Regions from separate parts of the Mus musculus genome. Here region 2 is linked to region 1. A link is a contact called in public ChIA-PET data. All regions are on one chromosome and are shown on one strand. Each heading gives the region's core, a stretch centred on a gene start, on an enhancer-like site or on the middle of the called end of the contact. The rest is flanking DNA. Distances are from core to core; before and after follow the strand shown. Region 1 has its middle 150 kb from the start of Gm33236. Region 2 overlaps Bcl11b (B cell leukemia/lymphoma 11B).

The links. ChIA-PET counts read pairs in DNA pulled down with a chosen protein or histone mark.
Region 2: a contact with region 1 is called in an RNA polymerase II ChIA-PET map of memory CD8 T cells, with 4 times the contacts expected there. The contact joins two enhancer-like sites. A contact is called at or near these places in 1 of 484 Hi-C or Micro-C datasets (cerebral cortex) and 3 of 115 datasets of contacts at active chromatin or transcription factors (T-cell acute lymphoblastic leukemia, double positive thymocytes and memory CD8 T cells).

The regions. Positions count from the first base shown.
Region 1 is chr12:107,495,095-107,499,307 of GRCm38.p6, forward strand. No RefSeq gene overlaps it. Among named protein-coding and RNA genes, the nearest start is that of Gm33236, 150 kb to the right of the region's middle. Within about 2 kb of position 1,972, at least 15 of the 459 cell types and tissues checked have an H3K27ac peak or open chromatin away from gene starts, as enhancers often do. A contact at or near this core is called in memory CD8 T cells, where this site is marked.
Region 2 is chr12:107,919,637-107,923,849 of GRCm38.p6, forward strand. The region is part of intron 3 of Bcl11b (B cell leukemia/lymphoma 11B); the gene reads right to left. Among named protein-coding and RNA genes, the nearest start is that of Bcl11b, 82 kb to the right of the region's middle. Within about 2 kb of position 1,780, at least 43 of the 459 cell types and tissues checked have an H3K27ac peak or open chromatin away from gene starts, as enhancers often do. A contact at or near this core is called in memory CD8 T cells, where this site is marked.

The sequences.
Region 1 (4,213 bases), core at 722-3,221:
TGGAAACATTTGTGAATGTAACCAGGCCACCCCATTTGGTTGTCTCTAGGGAGTTTCCTTTTACTTTGCCCCCTCCTGCAAGCCTCGGGGCTTGGGGGCCTGGGGACTGTCCCCCCCCCCCCACACACACACACAGTTGCTTCATCCCTGCCTCCAAGGTCTCACTGCATTTTTTTTTGTGGCATGAATAAATGAGCTGGTGATTGTGTGAATGTCACTTCTCTAGTTCCTTCCTGCAAAAAGCCTCAGGGTCTAAGGACCTTAAAAGTATCACAAGAGAATGTCACCTTCCAGGAGACTGTGAACAACTTGAAAAAATAGCTACATGGACAGAGAAGTCCATCCCAGCACCACAAGCCATCACTGAAATCTATGCTATGCCAGGCTAAAATGAATGTGCCAGGGTGGTTCCCAAAGCTGTGGGACAGAACCGGAGTGAACCAACCCCTCGCACTGGACGTTAACCCTGGAACCTCGAGGTCCTCACCAAGGACCCTTCAGTCTGAAGGAAATGTATCTACAATGTGGGAATGGCATTTGGCCCAAACCTCCTTACAGTTCACCTTTATGTGACACCCAAGGACAGTGCTTAACCTAGGACGGGTTACTTAAAGCTCTGAGATTCCACTCCCACATCTGTAGTCATGGTTGTCAGGGTAAAGATTAATGTGGTCAATGTGATAAGATCTAGAACCAGCCAGGAGACAGAGCTGTGAATGTGATTATGAAAGAGTTTCTAGATTGGGTCATTGAGATGGGAAGGTCCACCCTACATGTGGGCGGCATCTTTTCATGGGCTTGGGTCCTGGACTGAAAAGAAGGAGGGAGGGAGGAGGGAAGAGGGAGGGGAGCAGGGGAGGAGAGGCAGAGCGTTTGTCTGTTTCCCTGATAGCTAGTTCAGTAGGACCAGCTGCTTGGACGTTCCCAGCCTGACAGTTGTACCCTCAAACTGTGAGCTCACATAAACCCTTTGTTCCTGCCTTCCTTAAGCTGCTGTCTCTGATATTTTGTCACAGTGATGCAAAGGAAACTGATACATTGAGATTAACGACTGGGTGTGTGTCAGTGAGGTGACCATTCGGGACCACAATCAAGACAGGGTTCTTAGAATACGTCAACATATTCAAACTGGTTTGTCTTCTTCACAGCAAGACAATTCTAAGGCTTAGTGGCATGACTCAATTCAGCATGCATGGGGTCTTAGATTCCATCTTCAGCACTACAAAAAAAAATGAAAATGTGACAGCTGTACATGCTAGCTGCTTCATTTATTTACTGCAAACTTTTGCACAGATCCATGTAGTATCGTTATTTCAACTTTTGAGGGAGGGGACAAGGGAGCCAGAGGGAGGGTTCAGCCATCCACCTCGATCCCACACAGTTTGCAGCTTACTTGGCAGCCAACCTCGGGCTAGGCCATGACTTGGTGTTCCTATAGCTAGTGACAGAGGGGAGACATGAATGAGGGTTTAGCTGAAGCAAAACCTCAGAGACCATGCTGAACAGTTCCAATCTCATTGTTCCACCAGAAAAACATAGACAGTAATTGTCACAAAATGATCGGTAATTGTAGCTTGCAATGTACATATTCAACAGCAATCAATGAACTAGAATACAAATATAAATATGCCTGTAAGGAGCTCCCCGCTTAGTATGGAAGGCGGAGCATGGTAATAAATGGCTGTGTGAGAGAGGGTGAAAGGTCATGTTCAGAACCCAGTGGCATTGGCAATGAGCGATGAGCCTAAATGGGCTGTCCAGAATAGACTTGGGAGACCCCAAAGGGAAAGTGGGTGTCAATGAGTCCAAGAGAAGAACAATGAGTGGCTGGCGAGTGATTGGGTGGGAGAGAAAGAGGAGGATGCTTAAAGAGTTCAAGACAGTCAGCTGGCAGAGGACTTTGAATGGCCACACCTGAGCTCTACAGTAAATGTGCGGAGGCCAGCTCAGAACTGGGAAGTCACAGAGTATGGCATGTGGCAGGCTGGGGCAGGAGATCTTATCACACACCGCAGAGGTAGAGGTGCAGGCTTAGACTAAGCCTCCTGCTGAGCTAAGACCCAGGGAGGAAGGAAGCCAAGGGCCTGTTGAAAGTCAGGAGGTGTAAGAGAGACAACAGCCAGTGCTGAGATCTGTCTGCTGATTATAATGAGGCTCTGAAGAGCCCCTTGTCTACCTGGAGTGGACTCAGCCACCCGGTGTTTCTCCACGGCAGTGTGTTCTCAGAGCTATTCTGGGAAATTGGATTTATAGCAGCTGGAGCCTGTAAGCAGCCTGCAGTGGAGTGGCACCAAGAGCTGGGGGGTGGGGTGCAGGGGACTGGCAACTAGAACTGCCAGAGGCTGCCCAGTAGGAAAATCTCCCTGCAGGTCCAAGTGCGGTATCTACCTACTGGTTCATTCACTTGTGCATCCAAACATTCAGCATTCCTTTAGTCAGTGGCTATGCATTCTATCTATCCATCTGCCATCCATCCATCCATTCATCCATCTAACCAACTGCCATCCATTCATCTATCCGTTCATCTATCCATTTGCCATTCATCCATTCATCCATCTATCCATTTGCCATCCAATCATCCACCAGTTTGTCCAGTCATCCATGCATCTCTACTCATCCTGCATCCATCCAGTAATCTATCCAACTATTCATCTATTATCCATCCACTTATTCTCCCATCTATCATCTATGAATCCATGCTTCCACTCATTCTTCATCTATCATCCAGCCATCCATTCATCTATTCACTCATTCACCCTTTCCTGAACTCACAGGAGCAATCCAATCTTCTTTCAATACCTCAACTGTTCACATGTAGCATGAATCTTACCCTTCATCTACTAGCCCAACTATGTGACCACAGGACTTGGTAGCTAGCAATTCAGCTGTTTGCTCTCCAACCCTTACTGTGGATAGGCAACCTGGTACCAATTTTACTGTACTTGGCCCCCTTGGTCTGTCAAAAGAGATGATATCATGCTTGATTTTGACTACTGAGCATTTAATAGGATGCTAGGTATGACGTCCGTGGCGGGTGTCAGCAAGAGTCAGGTCATTAGCCAAAGGTCCATCTACACATGCTCTCTCCTGCATCAGTCGTTAGGAGTGCATTGCTCCCTGAGGCTCAAAAGCAGCAGGAAGCATGCAGCTGGGTTGTCAATGTGAGCCTGAGTGGGGATGGGGAGGGTGGTGGTAAGTAGGTACAGAAATGAAGACAGGGAGACCTGCTTGGACGTCAAGGAAGTGGTACTGACTGAAGGCAGTGAACGTGCTTGGAGACAGGGTGAGGAATACCAGCTCTCATTCTGTGTGATGTTCACCTGACTCCAGAGTATAAGAATGGACATGGAGCTCCAAGACACAGACATATAAGGGATGCGGGGTGTCCTTTGCCTATTGTAATACAGCAAGTACCCACTCCCCCCAAAAAAAACCTAGATTTAGCTTAAAATAACAATTTATTTGTTCTCATAATAGCAATGGGAGCTGGGCCAAGCAGGTCGGGGCTCAAATACCTTCCCCGGGTTTGTCCTTACTGTAGTGTCCATGTGACAGCTTGGATTAGATGGTACTGGTCCAGCCAGAAGAGCCCTCACATGTACATGGGGTGCCTTAGCTGTGGGAATGGGCCAAGAGGGTGTATGGAGCATCTACTGCTCTTGTGCAGAAGGCCTGCTTGAGCTATTTACAAAAGAGAACTTGGAGACACGCAAGGCAGAAATCCAGCAGGCACTTGGCCCCAGCAGAGTCTGCTTTTCCACGGTCCCTGAAGTATTGCAAGTCCCAAGCTGACTCAAACTCAGCAGGTTGATATGCAAGGAGCTGGAAAGTCACATTTCATAGAGACACCAGTCCAGGGAACAGATGAACATTTGCCTGCTTGGTTTACTGTGTTAAAGTATACATAACCCTGGACTGGGACAGGGGTTCCCCTGGGCTGGGGGAGGGGCTCCCCTGGGCTGAGGGAGGGGCTTGGTTGGCAAAGGGCTTGTCTTACAAGCACAAGGACCCCTGAGTTCAGATTCACAGCAACGCAATAACAAAACAAAACAACAAACAAACAAACAAACAAAAAACTGGACACGACATGGCGTGCATCTCCAATCCCAGTGCTGAAGAGCTGAAGACAGAAGTGGAGGGGGGGGGCGAGGTCTCCAGAGCTCAATAGCCAGCACCCTAGCTGAACTGATGAGATTAGTGTTCAGTGAAAGAG
Region 2 (4,213 bases), core at 530-3,029, 420 kb after region 1:
TCCTTTAAACTGCCACCAGAGAGCTCAGGATACAGGGCTTGCCTAGCATATGAGGCCCTTGGTACAGTCCTCCACACCAGACCCTCCAGCAGAACTAAACAAAACGACAACAAACAGAAACAGTCTGGGAGAACAGAGGCTACTGCTCTCGCCAGCTGTCCCAGCCTGTCTGGGTGGGTCTGTGTTGGGCAACATGACCTCTAGCGAGAATCTTCTGTTCTAGCCTGGTTTCACAAGGTCTGGGTAGCCACGATGCTTGTGACTAGACTGTTAGGCTAACAGGAGCCGTGCCTCTCCAAAGCCCTGACTGCTCCATACTCAGCTTATTAGCTAATGCTGGCCAGAAGACAGGTTCAGACTCTTCCTCACATCGTGTGTGTGTGTGTGTGTGTGTGTGTGTGTGTGTGTGTGTGTGTGTGTATGTGTTTCTTAAGAAGGTAAATACAAGTCCCTTTCAGACACATTGGAGCTATCAACACAAATGAAGTACCATGTCCTAGGAGGTCACATATCAAATTAAAGGTGTTTCTGTACCCTTCTCTGGGCCCCAGCCATTCTAAGTAATGGATTTACAGAGGATGGTTGCTGAGATCTGGGGTGTTCTTAAGTTGGGGCCCATCTCTTCTCAGCATCTCCATTTCCTTGAGTTGCTCTGAAGTACTTCCTGTCTCTTTATCTGGTGGCCACATGTTTTTCTAGACTGTTCTATCCAACAAATACCGAAGTCCAAAGCAGACTATGTAACTAGGTAGCCATAACCGATTCCATGTTTTAGAAAAGCAGAGAGAAGGGCACACATATTCTGACCTGCATGCTCTAGAACCCAGATGTCACCTCCATAGTTAAACTGTGAGGAGAAAGGGGGCTGACTACTTGTCCGGTCAGATTTCAGGGCCACTTGTCACCCTGGGGTGAGAGCTATCTTCATCAGAGCCCCTAAGTGTCCCTCTACAGAACTCTAGGCTTCACTCACTATAGGCAGCAGCCTCCCCCAGTACCTGACAGAAAGAAAAAATAAATCCCCCAGCCCTTGAAGGCCCTCCCTTGACAACTCTCTTTCCAGCCACCCCCTTCTTTTTTAAAATAAAATGTTCGTTTACATGTGACGACCTCATGGCTCTCTCTCGCCTACAAATAGCCCTGAGTATGGGGCTGCTCACTTTTAAGAACTAAACAACGTCAGAGAGTCTCTGGCGAGCCACTTGGAACGTCTTTCTATTCAGGAACTGAATAAGTATTTTATAGACACAGCACAGGCACAGATGGCTTGCTTTTAGACAAGAAGAGCCTTAGACAGCAGGTTGCGTCAGACTCAGGGCTTGCTTAGCTCATCCCAAACCCGTCCTTGCTGCATCGAACTCAGAGAGATACCTGCACGCAGGTGGCCCAGTGCGTGCCCTGCAGTGGGCGGTGGCTGCTTTGCTAATGGCTGGGACAGGGTCCACTAGCCTTACACTGCTGTAGCGGCTGCAGCTAATGATGCTAACTGCTGGGTCCAAATGACTTCAGAAGCACCAATCCTGGCCTACAGACCTAGAAATGTCAGTTGCGTTTGTCTCACTAAATCACACGGGGCAGCTCAGAACCCAGAGAGGGCCCTGCGGTGTCTTTTCTTGCTTCCTCCCTCCTTACTTTCATAGATCTTTAGAACACACACTGAGCCTTCTTTGTTCTTTCAGTATGTTGTCTGAGGAGTTTCAAACGCAGACTCCTACCCCAGATCTCTTCTGACAAGACTCCCCACCCCCCATAGGAGCATCACTGAACACTTGGAACTTGATCTCTAAAGGGTGTAGCCAAACATGAGATGTCACCTCTCTGAGCCTTGCTTCCTACTTGGCCTGGGGACTGTGAGGTCCTCCCTCTATCCACCGCTCACTGCTGTATAAATGTGGCAGTAGGTGTTATATACTGCGGGTTTGTTACCCATCCTTGTATGTGGCTCTGAGTGTTTCAGGGATGCCTTTTGGTTTAAGGCCTGGAAGAAGAGTAATGTAGCTTGACTCAAAAGCAGCAAATGTTAAAGGACACCTCTGATCAAGCAGGGGAACTGGTCTGGGCCGCCCGGGCTCCTCAGTAAACCACAAAGCACTGCACGGCTCACTCAGCATTATCGCTACCTCAGCTCATGTCACCCTTGTTCACTAACACCTCTGAGGGAAGCCAAGTGAGGATCATGATCACATGATCATGCTAGACCACGGGGACAGCAGTTTAGAGAATCACCGTGCCATCACCACCTTCCCAGGCCTCCCTGCGTGTGTCACATTGTCAATGGTTCCATGTTGACAGTGCCCTCTCATGGAAGGCCACTGATTGTCCCTGGACAGTCTCCCATTATGTCTACCCTGTGGCAGGCATTCACTCTAGGGTGGAATACGGGAGTCATTTTACAGAGCCAAAAAGCATATTGGTGACATATGCTGCTTGGGAGACCTAGTGAAGGGACCACATGGCAGTGAGGTGGCTGAACCTGGGACAGTAATTGGTACCCCTGGGTGTCTCACAGTGATCCTCCTCACCCCGAACCCAAACAGAAGGCTGGTCTTGTCTTGCTTCATCACTTAAACCCCACCCCAACCCCTGAGACGCACACCCCCTATAACTGCTAAGAGTGCTCTCTCCACAGTTTCATGATGACAACCAGTACAACCATTATTCAGGTGACAAGTACATCTCATGTTCACTTAAAAACTGTCCCCCTCCCCATGGGGCTGGAGAGGTGGCTCAGCGGTGAAGAGCATTGATTGCTCTTTCATAGGACGCTGGTTCCGTTCCCAGCATCCGCGCAGCAGGTCACAGCTATCTGTCTGTAAGTTCAGATCTAGCAGATCTGATGCTTTCTTCTGGGTTCTGTAGGCGTGGTATGCACATGCCACACAAACACACAAGCAGGCAAAACACCCATACACACAGAATAAAATACAAATGAATCTAAAAATTAAATTAAATTAAACTGCCCCCCCTCCGGCTGGAGGTGTATTTCAGCGTCCCAGTGATAGAGTACTTGCCAATCCCCATATCTTCCAGCACTCAAAAAATAAAATAAAATAAAATAAAAACAAAAACAAAAACAAAAACTAAAAACATCTTTCACAATGTCACAGAGAAAATGTCAACCGGGGCTCCTTGAGCACTTATAGCCATCTACAAATCCATAAGCATCCTGCTGGTACCCAAGTCATCACTCGGACCTCAGCTCTGGGAGGCAGAAAGTAGAGCAGAGGTAGCGACAGACGGTAAGAAATCTCTACCATGGGCAGCAATGAGCTAAGGACACTACAGGCTTCGTGCATCGCGCCCACAGCTCAGAAACTGCAACTGCCATCAGTTCCATTTTACAGATGAAGAAACTGAGGACTGGAAGAGATGAGGAGATCTGCCTGACGTTCCCCGGCTGGCAAGTGGCGGTGTCTATGTGGTGCACTGTAAGGAGAAAAGTTGCTCAGGAGAGAAGTGCCTGAAGTTCAAGGGCCTAGGATAGGGGTGAGGCACGTGTGTCTTGGTATTTGACCTTCCATCTCAGCAGGAACAAAAAGTCAAGATGAGTTGCTTTAGGCTAGAACTGTGGTAACTGACTCCGTGCCGACCCGCAGAAGGGAGTGATAGAGTGGTGGCTCTGACGGTGGCTGTGGGGAGGCTATGTAGGGCTATTGACACTTAGTGACAGGCTCAGCTGGCCTCAGTCTTACAGACAGATCTATCCATTGACTCTCCCTGCAAACTGCGGAATCCTCTCTGCTCTGTGCTTCAGAGAACCCTGAGCAAATACAGGGAGCCTGGGCCCCTCTGCCATCCGTGGGACCCACACACGGGAGCTCAAACAGTGGGAACCGGGACAGAAAGGACTGAACAAATGTGTTCTTCCTGTCACCGTGGGCCTTTATCTCACTGCCTGGGTACCCTACATGCTTCATGCTCCTCCGGCAGCTCACAGTCCAGGGGCTACAGGTCACCTCTTAATGATTTAGCGCACGCACATGCACACGAACACACACACATGCATACTCTCTCTCTCTCTCTCTCTCTCTCTCTCTCTCTCTCTCTCACACACACACACACACACACACACATACACACACACACAGAGAGAGAGAGAGACAGTTGTATGAACGGTGCTGAGGGAAAATTTAGAGTCCTGACTGAAGATCCAAGGGCTTAGCCGCATTAAGGATTAGAGTCTGCATTACACCGACTTCTGTCCTACACACCC